Linked DNA regions of Mus musculus: all the other regions are linked to region 2. The links are chromatin contacts, called in public Hi-C and HiChIP or PLAC-seq maps. All regions are on one chromosome and are shown on one strand. The core of a region is the stretch at or near the end of the contact, and the rest is flanking DNA. Distances in the headings are between cores, read along the strand shown.

What was found. Hi-C and Micro-C count contacts between places; a contact is called where the count stands out from the background. HiChIP or PLAC-seq counts read pairs in DNA pulled down with a chosen protein or histone mark.
Region 1: a contact with region 2 is called in an H3K27ac HiChIP or PLAC-seq map of embryonic stem cells, with 6 read pairs. The contact joins the promoter of Phlda3 here to the promoter of Arl8a in region 2. A contact is called at or near these places in 1 of 39 promoter capture datasets (cranial neural crest), 1 of 15 datasets of contacts at CTCF or cohesin (embryonic stem cells), 5 of 115 datasets of contacts at active chromatin or transcription factors (astrocytes, embryonic limb bud, embryonic stem cells and 1 more) and 1 of 9 other capture datasets (adipose tissue).
Region 3: an HNF4G HiChIP or PLAC-seq map of pancreatic cancer cells shows a contact between it and region 2. The contact joins the promoter of Lad1 here to the promoter of Arl8a in region 2. A contact is called at or near these places in 1 of 484 Hi-C or Micro-C datasets (CD8 T cells) and 1 of 115 datasets of contacts at active chromatin or transcription factors (pancreatic cancer cells).
Region 4: a contact with region 2 is called in a Hi-C map of regulatory T cells, with 3 times the contacts expected there. The contact joins the promoter of Kif21b here to the promoter of Arl8a in region 2. A contact is called at or near these places in 4 of 484 Hi-C or Micro-C datasets (CD4 T cells, the G1E-ER4 cell line, neutrophils and 1 more) and 1 of 115 datasets of contacts at active chromatin or transcription factors (pancreatic cancer cells).

The regions. Positions count from the first base shown.
Region 1 is chr1:135,764,633-135,767,625 of GRCm38.p6, reverse strand. It overlaps Phlda3 (pleckstrin homology like domain, family A, member 3), which reads right to left and starts at 1,541. Exons shown (of 2, transcript NM_013750.2): 1 at 732-1,541. The coding sequence starts at 1,177. The coding sequence ends at 800.
Region 2 is chr1:135,145,204-135,148,211 of GRCm38.p6, reverse strand. Arl8a (ADP-ribosylation factor-like 8A) reads right to left here and starts at 1,378. Exons shown (of 7, transcript NM_026823.2): 1 at 1,112-1,378. The coding sequence starts at 1,234. Ptpn7 (protein tyrosine phosphatase, non-receptor type 7) reads right to left here. Exons shown (of 10, transcript NM_177081.4): 10 at 2,886-3,008.
Region 3 is chr1:135,817,311-135,820,010 of GRCm38.p6, reverse strand. It overlaps Lad1 (ladinin), which reads right to left and starts at 1,413. Exons shown (of 10, transcript NM_133664.3): 1 at 995-1,413. The coding sequence starts at 1,032.
Region 4 is chr1:136,130,104-136,132,803 of GRCm38.p6, reverse strand. It overlaps Kif21b (kinesin family member 21B), which reads right to left and starts at 1,414. Exons shown (of 35, transcript NM_001039472.2): 1 at 1,042-1,414. The coding sequence starts at 1,082. Gm15850 (predicted gene 15850) reads left to right here and starts at 1,621. Exons shown (of 3, transcript NR_046170.1): 1 at 1,621-1,783.

The sequences.
Region 1 (2,993 bases), core at 292-2,791, 620 kb before region 2:
TTAAGACATCATGAATAGAGATGCATGGCCCCATCCTGTTCTCAGCCACCCATCCCTCTTCTAGCTTCTCCTCCTCTGGCCCAGCATGCCTTTGGCCAGCACTCATGGATAGGCCAGGCCTATCATCCCTGCAATGATGTCCCGGCCACATCTCACATTCCACATCTCACACTCCTTTATGCTCCCACACCTCAGCCCTGGAGCCCCAGATCCATTATCAAGAATGAGTTTTTGAAGCCATTGGCTCAGCCCAGCCTTCCACTGAGGCCCCACGTAGGGACCTAAGACAGCATGGTTTTGTTCGCAAGCCCTTATAACTCCTTCGATAACTACACCGTAGTGAGTTGTCATCGCAGTTCAACACTTACATTCTCCAGCATGCATTCATTCTGGAAGACAGTCATACAACGCAGGAGTCCTATGGTGAGTGAACCAATCTCTGAGGAGGCCTATCCCACCCGTGCTCTCTCTCCGTGCTCCCACCCATCTTCCTCTCCGACACTTGGGTTACATTAAGGACCCTCCTGCCTGGTGCCCTAGGGAAAGGGCCTGCTCTGCTCACTTGGCAAAAGGCCCGGCTTCCAAAAACACATTCTCTTCGGATCTACGCTCTGTTGGTCCCAACAACCTTCTCTGGGATCGTCCAGCTTTGGGATAGAAATCAAAGCCCCTGGTTTTCTATAGAGAGCAGAGGAGGAAGAAGAGAGAGGATTCAGTGCTCTGGGACTCACCTGACATGTCTTCTGGGCACGGAGATGGGAGAGGGGGGGCATGTCGATAAAATGATACGCCTCATGGTTTAGGACACAAGGGTCCCAGTCCCAAGACTCTGCCGGGCCCGCACAGTCTGGATGGCCTGTTGATTCTTGAACTTGACCAGGCCCAGGGTGATCTGAGCGTTCCAGCCAGGGTCTTCGAGGGGGCAGCGGAAGTCGATCTCGCCCCCGCCTTCGGTCACTAGCGTGAAGTAGATGTGGCGCCCGGTGCTCTCTACGCACTCCACGGCTTTGATGCGGGCGAAGCTGAGCTCCTTGGGCCGGCCGCCCGTGCCCTTGGCCTCGAAGAGCTGCAGCCCGCGCTCGGTGAGCACGCAGCGCTTCCGCTTCCACAGCTGCAGCAGCCCGCCGCTGCGCTTCTCCAGCACGCCCTCCTTCAGCACGGTCGCCGCCGCCGTCATGGGCACCCCGAGGTTCCCACAGCTCTGGAGGCTGCGGCGATCCCGGCTGTCCCGGCTCTACAGCGCCGGCTTCTCGCGCCCTGGAGCTGGTTGGCCTTGCTCCCTGTGCGGTCGAGCCTGCGGCCCGGGCCGCCTCGCAGACAGCGGGTACCGGGAGGCTCGTGCGATGCTACTCTCTCGCCGCCGGCTTGGAACCCTGCGCGCCGCTTCGACCTCCCCGAGCCTCTACCCGGTGCCCTGCGCCTCGCCGCCCGCACGCCCGCTCCCCTGCGCTCCGTCTGCGAGCTGGGCGGCTGCTGGCGGGATGTGCCCTTACATGTTCCACCGCTCGCCTCCTGCGCCGCCCGCCGCGCATTCCTGCCCCGCTGGCCCTCCCCTCTGCGCCGCGCACCCGCCCGGACAGGGCCCCGGGGGGCGGGGCTGCAGTGGGGCTCCAACACCCATCAGCAGCGCGGGCCCGGGAGGGGGCTGCTTTCTCAATAGCCTGCGGGCTGCCCCTTCTTAAAACACCGCTCCGAGCCCCTCACCCGACCCCCAGCCTCAACCGTTCACCCCGGCCTCACACCCGGGGCATAGCAGAAGGAGAAAGAGGAGAAGTGGGGGAGGGCCGAGGATCCTCTCCTAGAGGAGCCAGGTCATTGCTGGCCTGGGGTGGGGCCGGCTTGACGATAACGCAGTGGCACCATGGCAGGGTGGGTGTCAAATACCCGCTGCTTCTCAGAGCACGAGAGTTCTGGTCGCCCAGCCTCTGCCAAAAGCTAGTGTTGGGTCTGTCCACCATCATCAGCAGATGTCTCTCTGCTGGGCTCAAGGGAGGCTGGCCACAGATCTGACAACCTACTCTCCCACCTTTCCCTGCCTCTACTTAGGTAGGCGTTAGAAAATAGTGTGTATAAAGTGGGGAGAGAGAAATCCTGATGGATCAATGGGAAGTAGACACACGTGCTGTGGGTGTGGGGTTGTCTCACAGAGCATTGACTTGGAGCCCAACCATGCCTACTGCAGTTAGCCCTCAGCCTTGTGGCTTCTCTGCAGAGTCCACAGCAGAGAATGGGCTTCTCCTGGGACACTATGCTGAAGGGAGACAGGCTTTTCTCAGTTGACTTCAAACCTCTCCTACCTGGCCAATGGCTCTAACCTTATTCCATACTTTCATGTATCAAATGGGATAACTAATCCATTCTGATCTGGTAGGATTGTTGCGAAGAGCAACTTAGTGACCATTCGTGAAGACCCGGGACAGATCTGCCAACTCAGTTATTTCTCTCTTCCTACTATGTCTTCCATCATATAAGGTCAGAAGCCGGAGAAAGATGTCTCTCCTAGGACCTCCCTCATCTGGCCCTCTTGGTCAACCCCTCCAGGCCAAAGTTTCTTAAACACCTACTCATGGACATGTTAATCGTAAAGGTTCTGGGACTAATGATAAATAATTAGTCAGAAAGAAGACCTCTTTGTACTCACACCTCCTGTTTTGGTCCTCGGTGTCGAAAAACTAACGGGCACAGGGAGGATTCTGTTGTGAGCCGGGGGTATCCTCCCCTGCAGAACCAAGCCAGCTGTGGAGAGAAAGAGTCATCAGTTTCCCATCCAGAGCCCTGTCTGTCCCTCCCTCTGACCTTCTCCCTGTCCCTCAGCTCCCAACTCCCACAATGCCACTCCAGGAGAGAGATTAGACAGTGCCCTTAGGGACTTGTCGGCCAGCCACTATGGTGTGGCTTTCCCCTCAGCCTTCTTCTAGGGACTGCTGAGTTGACCAACCTGGCAGAATCCTGCCTTAACCAACCCTCTCTCCTTTAGGAAATGGGGGTGGGAG
Region 2 (3,008 bases), core at 129-2,628:
GGATATTGAGCCCTATGGGGCTTCAGGGTCGGGCAACAATACAATACAGGCAAGTGGTGGTACCGAAGCTGGTGGTCTCACATCTTTGCGGACCTGCACATCAGCATCTTTAGCCTATATCTGGCGAATTCACAGTCCTTGGAAAACCCATCTTTGGGAACGGGCCTAGGTTCTGGGGGGGGGGGGGGAACTATGTCCCCGTCCCAAGCCTTACTTGGTCCCATAAGCCCAGTCTTGCCTAGCTTGGAAATACAGGCTGCAGCCATTACTGCAGCTCAGCTCACGCCCAGGGAGCTCATCTTCCTCTTTTTTAAAGAGAAAATTTAACTCCTTCTTCACCACTCCTCTGGCACAGACATACAACTGCAATCACCCCCCTCTCTCCTCCGCCTCCCCCAGTGCTGAGTCTCCAAAGCTGCTCTCTCCCCTGTCCCCAGGTGGATGGCGCCCCTCCAGCTCATCCTCTCGGGTCCTCGGTACCTACTCTTGCAACTTCTGAGCCAAGTGGAGTCTCCCAACTCCCTTTATGGTGCCATGCTTTCGGGACCCCAACGCTAAGGCAGGCCCGGGACAGGTTCCGGGGAGGAGTCTGGACTAGAGCCAGGACCTCAGCTGACTCCTCTGCCTCTAGGGATACCTTCCCCCCGCCCCAAAGGGCCGCGGCTTCCGCGTCCAGCAAGGGTAGGCAGAGCCCTCGGGGTGGGGCTGGGCTGCTAGGGCACCCTGGCAACACGCTCCGGCCGCGCGTCCCGTGACCCTCCACGCGCGGAGCGGGATTGTCCGGGCACTTTCGCCCCGTCATGCCTCTTTGCGCCCGCCTCGGGGGCCTGTCAGCCTGCGGCGGGTTCCCGGTGCGTGGAGACATCTCCGTGCCGCCAGCTCCGGAACGCAAGCTCGGTTCCCCTGGTCCTCGCTACCCCGCCCCCAGCCCTGCCATCCTAGCCCAGGCCAGAGAACGGGTGGCACGCCAGTCGGTCCCCCAAGAACCGTGCTAGGCCCTAAGTGCCCGGAGCCGGCTCCTCCCTGCCCGGAACCCGGCGGTGCCGGGCCACGCCAGGCGCCGACCCCAGCTGCCTAGGGCGCGGCGCCGGCGACACATCTGCCCGCATACCGCGATCACGTTGACGAAGGTGGTCTTGCCCGAGTACTGCAGCCCCACCAGCGTGAGCTCCATTTCCTCCTTCCAGAACAGGGCCTTGAACCAGTCCAGCAGCTTGTTGAACAAAGCGATCATGGTCGCTGCCACCGGCCGCGCCCGGTGCCGGGTCCCCGCCGCCTTCGGTGCCCTCGCGCTGCGGCCCGGAGCGGCCCCTCCCCGGTGCGGCCGGGTCCCGCGGCTCGGTGCGGGCGGAGGCTGGAGCGCGGCGGCCGACGACGCGCTGCCCGAGGATCCGCTCGCCGATGGGTGTGGCCACGGCGCCTCCACCTCCTCCTCCGCCGCCGCCGCCCTCCCGCGGGCCGGGCCGCGTCCTGCTCGCACCCGAGCGCGCTCCAGTCTCGCGCGCGGCCTAGGCCAGCGCCCGCGGGCGGGGCGGCGGGGACCCGCGGCGGCCGGGAGGAGCGTGATGGCGCGCTTGCGGAGAAAGCTGTAATTTTATTTTTTCTGCTGCCCTCGTTTGCCCCGCCCTGACTGCACCGCTTTCTGGCTTGAACGGTGGTCGGTCCTGGGCGGGTGGTGTCCCGATTAAGCTAGGGTATTTCCAGGCCGAAGAACCGTGACATGAAGATCTCCAAGAAACGGTTTTGTTCCCTGAACCTTTGCCTCTGAGCATCTCTGGGTACCGAATTCCATCCCCCGAAATGCCATAGAGAGTAACAGCCGGATTTAGAGCCCTTAATACTCCATCTTGTTTTGTTAACCACAGTTTGCCAGGCTACTTGTCTGGGAAGCCCAAAGTGAGATCGACATTTGAACTTGATGCTTGTCTTCACTATAAAGAGACGGGCAAAATCAGGGCAAGGGATTCCCTGTGAGGAACGGCGGTAGCAAAGGAAAAAATGTATGCTATTTTGATACAAAGTTTTTGATAGTGGGTGGTGGAGAGTCTGCCAAGAAGTCCCCATCCTCCCTTGCAGGAGATAACAGCTCAGTCAACCGGCTGTGCCTTCCTGGTCTCAGGATTCCTAGGCAGCTGGGCTCTCTTTGGGGGTCGGTTTTCACCTGGAGGCTGTGATGAACTGTTAACATCAACTGTATGGATTAAACCTATTAAAGAACCAGACAGCCCTCAACATCTGGATCAGCCTATTCTGATTTACTAACATCTGTCTAATAAGTTCTTCTCTTCCTCCGTAGGTACATGCTATAGTCTGACATGTTTAAATTAAAGTTTAAGTTATCATACAAAGTAATAGATTTTCATTGCTTTACATTTCTGTGTCTTTCCCCCAGATTCATATATTGAAATCCCACTCCTCAAAGTGATGACCATATAAGGCGACTAGGTTATGAGGGGGGAGGCCTCCTAGCTAAGATTAGTGCCCTTATATAAGGAGAGAACAACAGAGGTGCCCAGAGCCTATACTCCTCCCATCTTGAGGCTACAAAGAGAAGGCTGTAATCTATTAGCCAAAAAGTGACTCCTAACCAGACCCTGAATCTACCCGTACCATGACAGATCACTTTCCCATTTTTCAAGCCATGAGCAACAACTTTCTGTTGTTTATAAGTTGTGGGGTGTGGGGTGCTTTGTTACAGCACCCTGAACAAGGTAGTGCCTCTGTGTCTCCCTTCCATTGATTACAGTTTTGTTACCATGTCCTTAGAAGTACTGGAAAAGAGTGTATCTTAGGGGTGAAGATCTAGTAGCCTGTTTCTGCTCCCGAGAGCCTTACTCTGTTGCTAGAGAGAGCCCCAGAGGCTTAAAATGATGGAAAGAAGAATTGGGTGGGCATCCAAGAGGTTATTTATTTATTTATTATGCTTTTCCAGAGCCTGTGCCCTCTAGAACAGGGTTGGGGTGACTGTATAGGGAGGGAGCCCATAGGGCTGTACAATTGCTCCCTTG
Region 3 (2,700 bases), core at 164-2,663, 670 kb before region 2:
GCAGCAGCTCTCAGTGTGAGAGATGCCTTGATAGGAGGTGGTACCCATACTGGGCTGCACCTGCAGTCGTAGCTCCGACCCCACAAAAGACCTGAAGACTGAAAGCCCACTTGAGAGAAGCCAAGAGGCCAATTTTACCCTGACTGGAACCTGAGGAATAGAAAGGACAGGGCTCTGGCCGGAGCCTCTGTTACCTTTAGGACAAAGGATGCCTTCCCAGTTAGGGACTCAGTGTGAGGAATTGGAAGAACGGATGCTCATTCCAACACTTCTGGAGAGGGAGGGGCAGCTCCAAGAGGAGCCACAAAGAGAGGGGCGGCCTCCTAGATACTGACCCCTCCTAGGCTTCTCTGACCCTGATAGGCTGTCCAGCAGGCAGAAATGGCAAAGATATTCTCTGACCCATTGAGATTCACAAACACAGATTGTAGCGCAGACAAGGATAACATCTTACCTCAAGTGGCATAGATACCACTCCAAATGTTGTGCTCAGAATTTGAGCCTCTCTTTGGGATGGGGTGGGGGTGCTACTTTCTCTGATTCTATTCACACACCCGGGTTCTGTTGACTCCATAAGGTGGGGCTAAAGGACACTTCCCAGATCCATTCTAAAACTCTTAACAGAGGCGCAGAGGCTGAGGGTCCGCTCAAGAATAAGTCTTGGGGTAACTCTTGAATTTTCCCAGCCCCCTAAAACGGTCCCTTGCCCTCACAGACAGTAGCACCCTGGGCTGTCCAGGCTGCGGAAAAGCCTTACCCTAAACGTACTGGTTAAGACCTAAGGGGACAGGAAGCTGAGAAGGAGCAAGGAGACCACCCGCTCTGTCACCTAGGGGGACCAGAGTTTGGTCTCAATTCTATCCCCACCGAAAAGCAACAAGACCAGTGTCTCACTTCGTCCGGAGAGCAGGCCTGTGTCTGGGAGAGGAGATCCGAAGGGGCACAGCTCCCACCCCCCAGCCTCGGGCCACCCGGCCCCTGTGGCTGCACTCACCTGGACAGCGCGGACCAGTCCTTTCTGCTGACCGACATGCTGCCGAGCCCCACGGCCGCCGCGTGCCGAGCTCCCTGCTCCGCCGCTCACCTGCGGCCCCTCCCCGCGCCAGGTAGGGTCACATGGCCGCTTATCTCAGCCCGGCTCGGCCCCGCGCCGCCGCGCTCCCATTCGCCGGCCGGAGGAGCGGCCTCTGAGGTGTGGGCGTCCCAGACAAAGCCGCGCTGATCACCGCTGGGGCGGGTCTCCCGCGCGGCCGCTCTGCGGGACGGTCGCACCGAGCTGCGGGCTGCACCCACGCCGGGGCTAGCGCGGGGCTGCTCTGCTGCCCCGGGCGAGGGCGGGAGACTTCCTGCTCAGAACCAGTTGGACCAGCTCGGCGCCGGCCCGCGTCTTCCCTGGGAGTCGCGGTCCAGAGTGCCAGGGAGTCGGGGAGGGGGTTGGGGGGAGGACGGAACCCAAAGATCGGGGTCAGGCTGAGCTCGCTGCCTGGAAATCGACTTAGCCGGCAGAAACCCAAGAGCTGGAAGGCAGGGAGAAAGGTTAGATCAGGTACCGTAGTCTTGGGTGTAGAGTGCCTGCAACGGTGAAGAAGTAAGGGGCTCCTAGAAAACACCCCGGGGGTCAGAAACTACCTGAAAGACTCGGCTTAGATAAGCAGACACTGCGTAAGAAAACCAGCCCCTCCTCAAAGGAGCTGAGACTCAAGCCCGCCAAAATAGAGTGGACACCGCTATGAAAAACCATATGCGCCAAAAGCACGGTCCTGTTCCTTGATACCCCACAGGTGTATAACTGTGTCGTAGGAAGAGGGTCCATAAGTAACTGAGATTAATACTGCAATAACCTGAGGCAACTCGGACACCACCCGTGGGAACCCGTGGGAACCCGTGGGCGAGCGCAGCACCAGCTGCTTTCCACTCGGGAACCTACCTCCTTACTGAATGTGTAAGGTCAGATACCTAGATGGGGAATTTTATTTTCCTTGAAAGATCAGAAATGGAATCAATAGCTGCTACTGGCACTGTTCAGAGAAGGCTGGGGTGCTGCCCAGCACACAGGATGGGATGTCAGAGTCTGGCCTGATTGCCTCTCGAGATCTACCTGCCTCTGCCTCCTGAAAGCTGAGGATGCTGGAATTAAAGGCAGGAGCCACCACTTCGAGCTGGAGGGGCCATTTTTGTAATCTACAAAGGAAACGAAGAAGGGGATGGGGGAGGAGTGTGTAATCAAAGGTGACACTGAACAGGAAGTGGGGTTAGCAAGAGCTTTGGGAAGCTGAACTGTGGGCCCAGAAGTGATTCACATACCTCTGCCCGATGTGAGAGGAACTGGGATTCAGGACAAGGATTCCAGAGTCAGGGATTCAGGTCAAGGGACAAGGATTCCAGAGGTCTTAGGGAGGAAGTTGACCAGAGACCAACAGAGGGTTTCTTGCCATTTGGACCTTATGATACTCCATTTGGGGACCTGTCTCCATATGGTCAAGCTGTCAACTGCATTCAACACCCATTTGAATTAAAGGTTTTAGAAAAAGCTGTCCAATAGTTCATTGGATGTTGGTGTGGGAGCTCGGAGAGACTTGGCACTGTGCGCCCCGTAGCCCATGGACAGGGGATGAGTGGGAAAGAGGAGGGAGGGAAGTTTCAATAACATGGAGTTGGAATCTGTGTCCATGTCCTGGCTTCCAAGCATTGAAAGGGAAT
Region 4 (2,700 bases), core at 165-2,664, 980 kb before region 2:
CAGGGGATTTGAACACTTGTCTCAAGGACCTACCCTAGAATTTGACTGCTCCCCTCCCCCACTCTATAAGGCCAGAACCAGAGATGTATGTTCCTCAGTGCATCTGTGAGTTGGTGACCAGCTCACTCACATTGCTACTCTCCCACTATGTTCTTCTTAAAGAGAAGACCACAAAACACAGTCGGGAGAGCTGGTGGGAGGCATCTTCACTCTCTGCAAAGAACAGAGAGTTCAACTTTGTAGCATTTCCTGTCCCTGCACCTGTGTGCCCCTAGGAAAAGAACCCACTAAGTCCCGTCCTCTTTCCTCTTAATGTCTGCCAGATTACTTCTAATACCTACAGATATCGGGAATGGGAATCCAGATAAATCTAGGGGCCCTTCCCCCCTGCTCAGTTTCACCTTTGTGCCTGTGAATGTAGCATTAGGGTCCTGTCACCCCTTTCACCCCTTCTGGATTAGTCCCTCGGATACACCTTTTTCTTCCTCCCTAGCACCATCTCCTCTTGGGGCAGGACCAGCAGGGCTTTCTCCAAAAGCCATTGGCACCCCGTGGAAAGCCAAGGCACCATTCCAACCCTTTCATGGGTCCCACAACCGATCTTTGTCTGTTGTATCCGCTCCCAGGATGGTGAGCTGGATCAAGAGCGTAGAACTGGCTAACTGGGGTAGATGGGGGGAGGGGGGATTCCCTCCTATACCCCAGAATGAGACAGCAGCCTCATGGGGAGGACAAGAGGAAACACACAGACGCTCCGGCCTGGGCCAAAGCTGGGTGTGAAATACCGGATTTCCTTGTTTATTCGATTTTCTGATCATTAAGTGCTCCCAAGAGGGGCCAGAAATTACCACCCAAACAAAGCCACCTTCCATCAGTCCGCTGGGCCGCCGCTCCCCTGCGGCAGCCGGGCCAGCGCGCGTCGGCCCCTCCTCCTGGACTGCAGACTCCAGCTCGAGCGGTGCCCGCGCCCCCCGCCCGAGAACACGCGAGACAAAGCTCGAACCCCTCCTCGCACGCCCCTTCCCCGCCATCGACCCTTACCTGACGGCCACTTTGACGCAGCAGTCGCCCTGGCCAGCCATGGTCCTCCGGCACCAGGGTCTGGGCGCGGATCAGGGGCGGGGGTCCGGGGGCCACTGCTCCAGGCAGCGGCTGCGGCTGCAGAAGGCGGAGGCAGGGACCCTGCTAGCGAAAGCGACCTCGTAGGCTGGAGGTGACATGCTCGCAGGAGGCGGCAGAGGGGCTCAGCCGCGGCCGGCCCCACGGGGCTGGTCCCATGCGTCTCCTCCAGCCATCGCGCGGAGGTGCTGAGCTCGTTGACAGCGGGCAGTGAGACCCGCAGCTCCCTACAGCGCGGCACACGCGCGCGCACACACCTCCCACCCGGACCGCCACCTCCCGCCGCAGCGCGAACAAAGGGGGCGGGGGCCGAGCCACCTCAGGACCCACCCCCAGCCCCTCAGAGCCGCGCAGGGCCCCGCCCCTCCCAGAGGCCGCCAATAGAAGGCCCCAACGAGCAGCAGAGGCGGGACTTGAGCCTTTAAAGAGACCTCTTGGCTCCCGTCCATCGGGTGGCTGGGAGGGGCGGGGTAGGATTGGAGGGCTTGGGAGTGAAAGCGGGAGTGGCATGATGGACTCGTCCCTGGGAAGTTGACCATTCGGGAACCACGGCCCTCGAAGTCATGGTACCTCAGTCTCAGTGGGATCTTCCTTTCCTAAATGAGGAACGGGACTCAAAGAGGAACACCCCAAGGTCATACAGCGAGTCTGTGGCTAGGCATGGGTAAGAACCTGGTCTCTGGGCTGGGCGGTGTGCTGCACCTCAAAGCATCTCATAGAGATGAGCAATTTGCAATTTGAAAGAGTCAGCGAAGTGTCCCTTCTGCATTTATTTCGGTAAATCCGCCAACCTTTATTGAAGGGGATTCTTGTTGATGTGGAAGTAAATTTCCCCACCTCCACTCTGCAACATCTTTAAGCTCATAGTTTGCTTTGATGGCTGACTGGCTCAGGTTCTCCTCACTAAACCAGGGTCCCACTAACCTTTATGACCCACAGGGCCTGGTTCACACTCTTTGTGACAGTGGGGGGGGGGGGCGGGTTGTGTGTGGGGGAGTCGATGTGGGAGGCCAGATCTGCCTGGGAAGTAGTAGGAACAAAGAAGCACTTGACTCCAGATACCTGGGAGAAGCTAGAAGGCAAAGGAGGCCAGCGCTGCCATCAGAAATGTATATAAAGGATTAGCCCAGGAGACTTTTCAACACAGGGCTATGAGAAAGGAGACCAGTAATGTGAAGTCAAGTCCCATTCCAGTTCACCCCTGCACCCTCCCAGCCCCACTCTTCTCCCTGCCCCCCAACAACCAACATTAGGACCATTCACAGGGCCCCTCACCAGCTGCCCTCCCTTCCCAGGCTTCACCCAGCTCCTTCCTCTGGAAAAGGCCCAAGAGGAGGACCCAGCTGCAGCTCAAGATGTGGATGGAGACCTCTGGGGGAGGGGAGGCAGGGGAGTCTGGCTCCAAGCTTCTTGCATCAGCCTCAGATGATGAAACCCTGTGAGACGTCTTGGCTGGGATGTACGTTAGGGTCCTGAGGATCCACTTCTTGGTGCCATCATTCCCCACTCCCCACCCCCATCTGTGACTGCTCCACTCGGGAACCCAGGTGCCTGTTTGGAATAGTTTTAAGGGAAAATGTG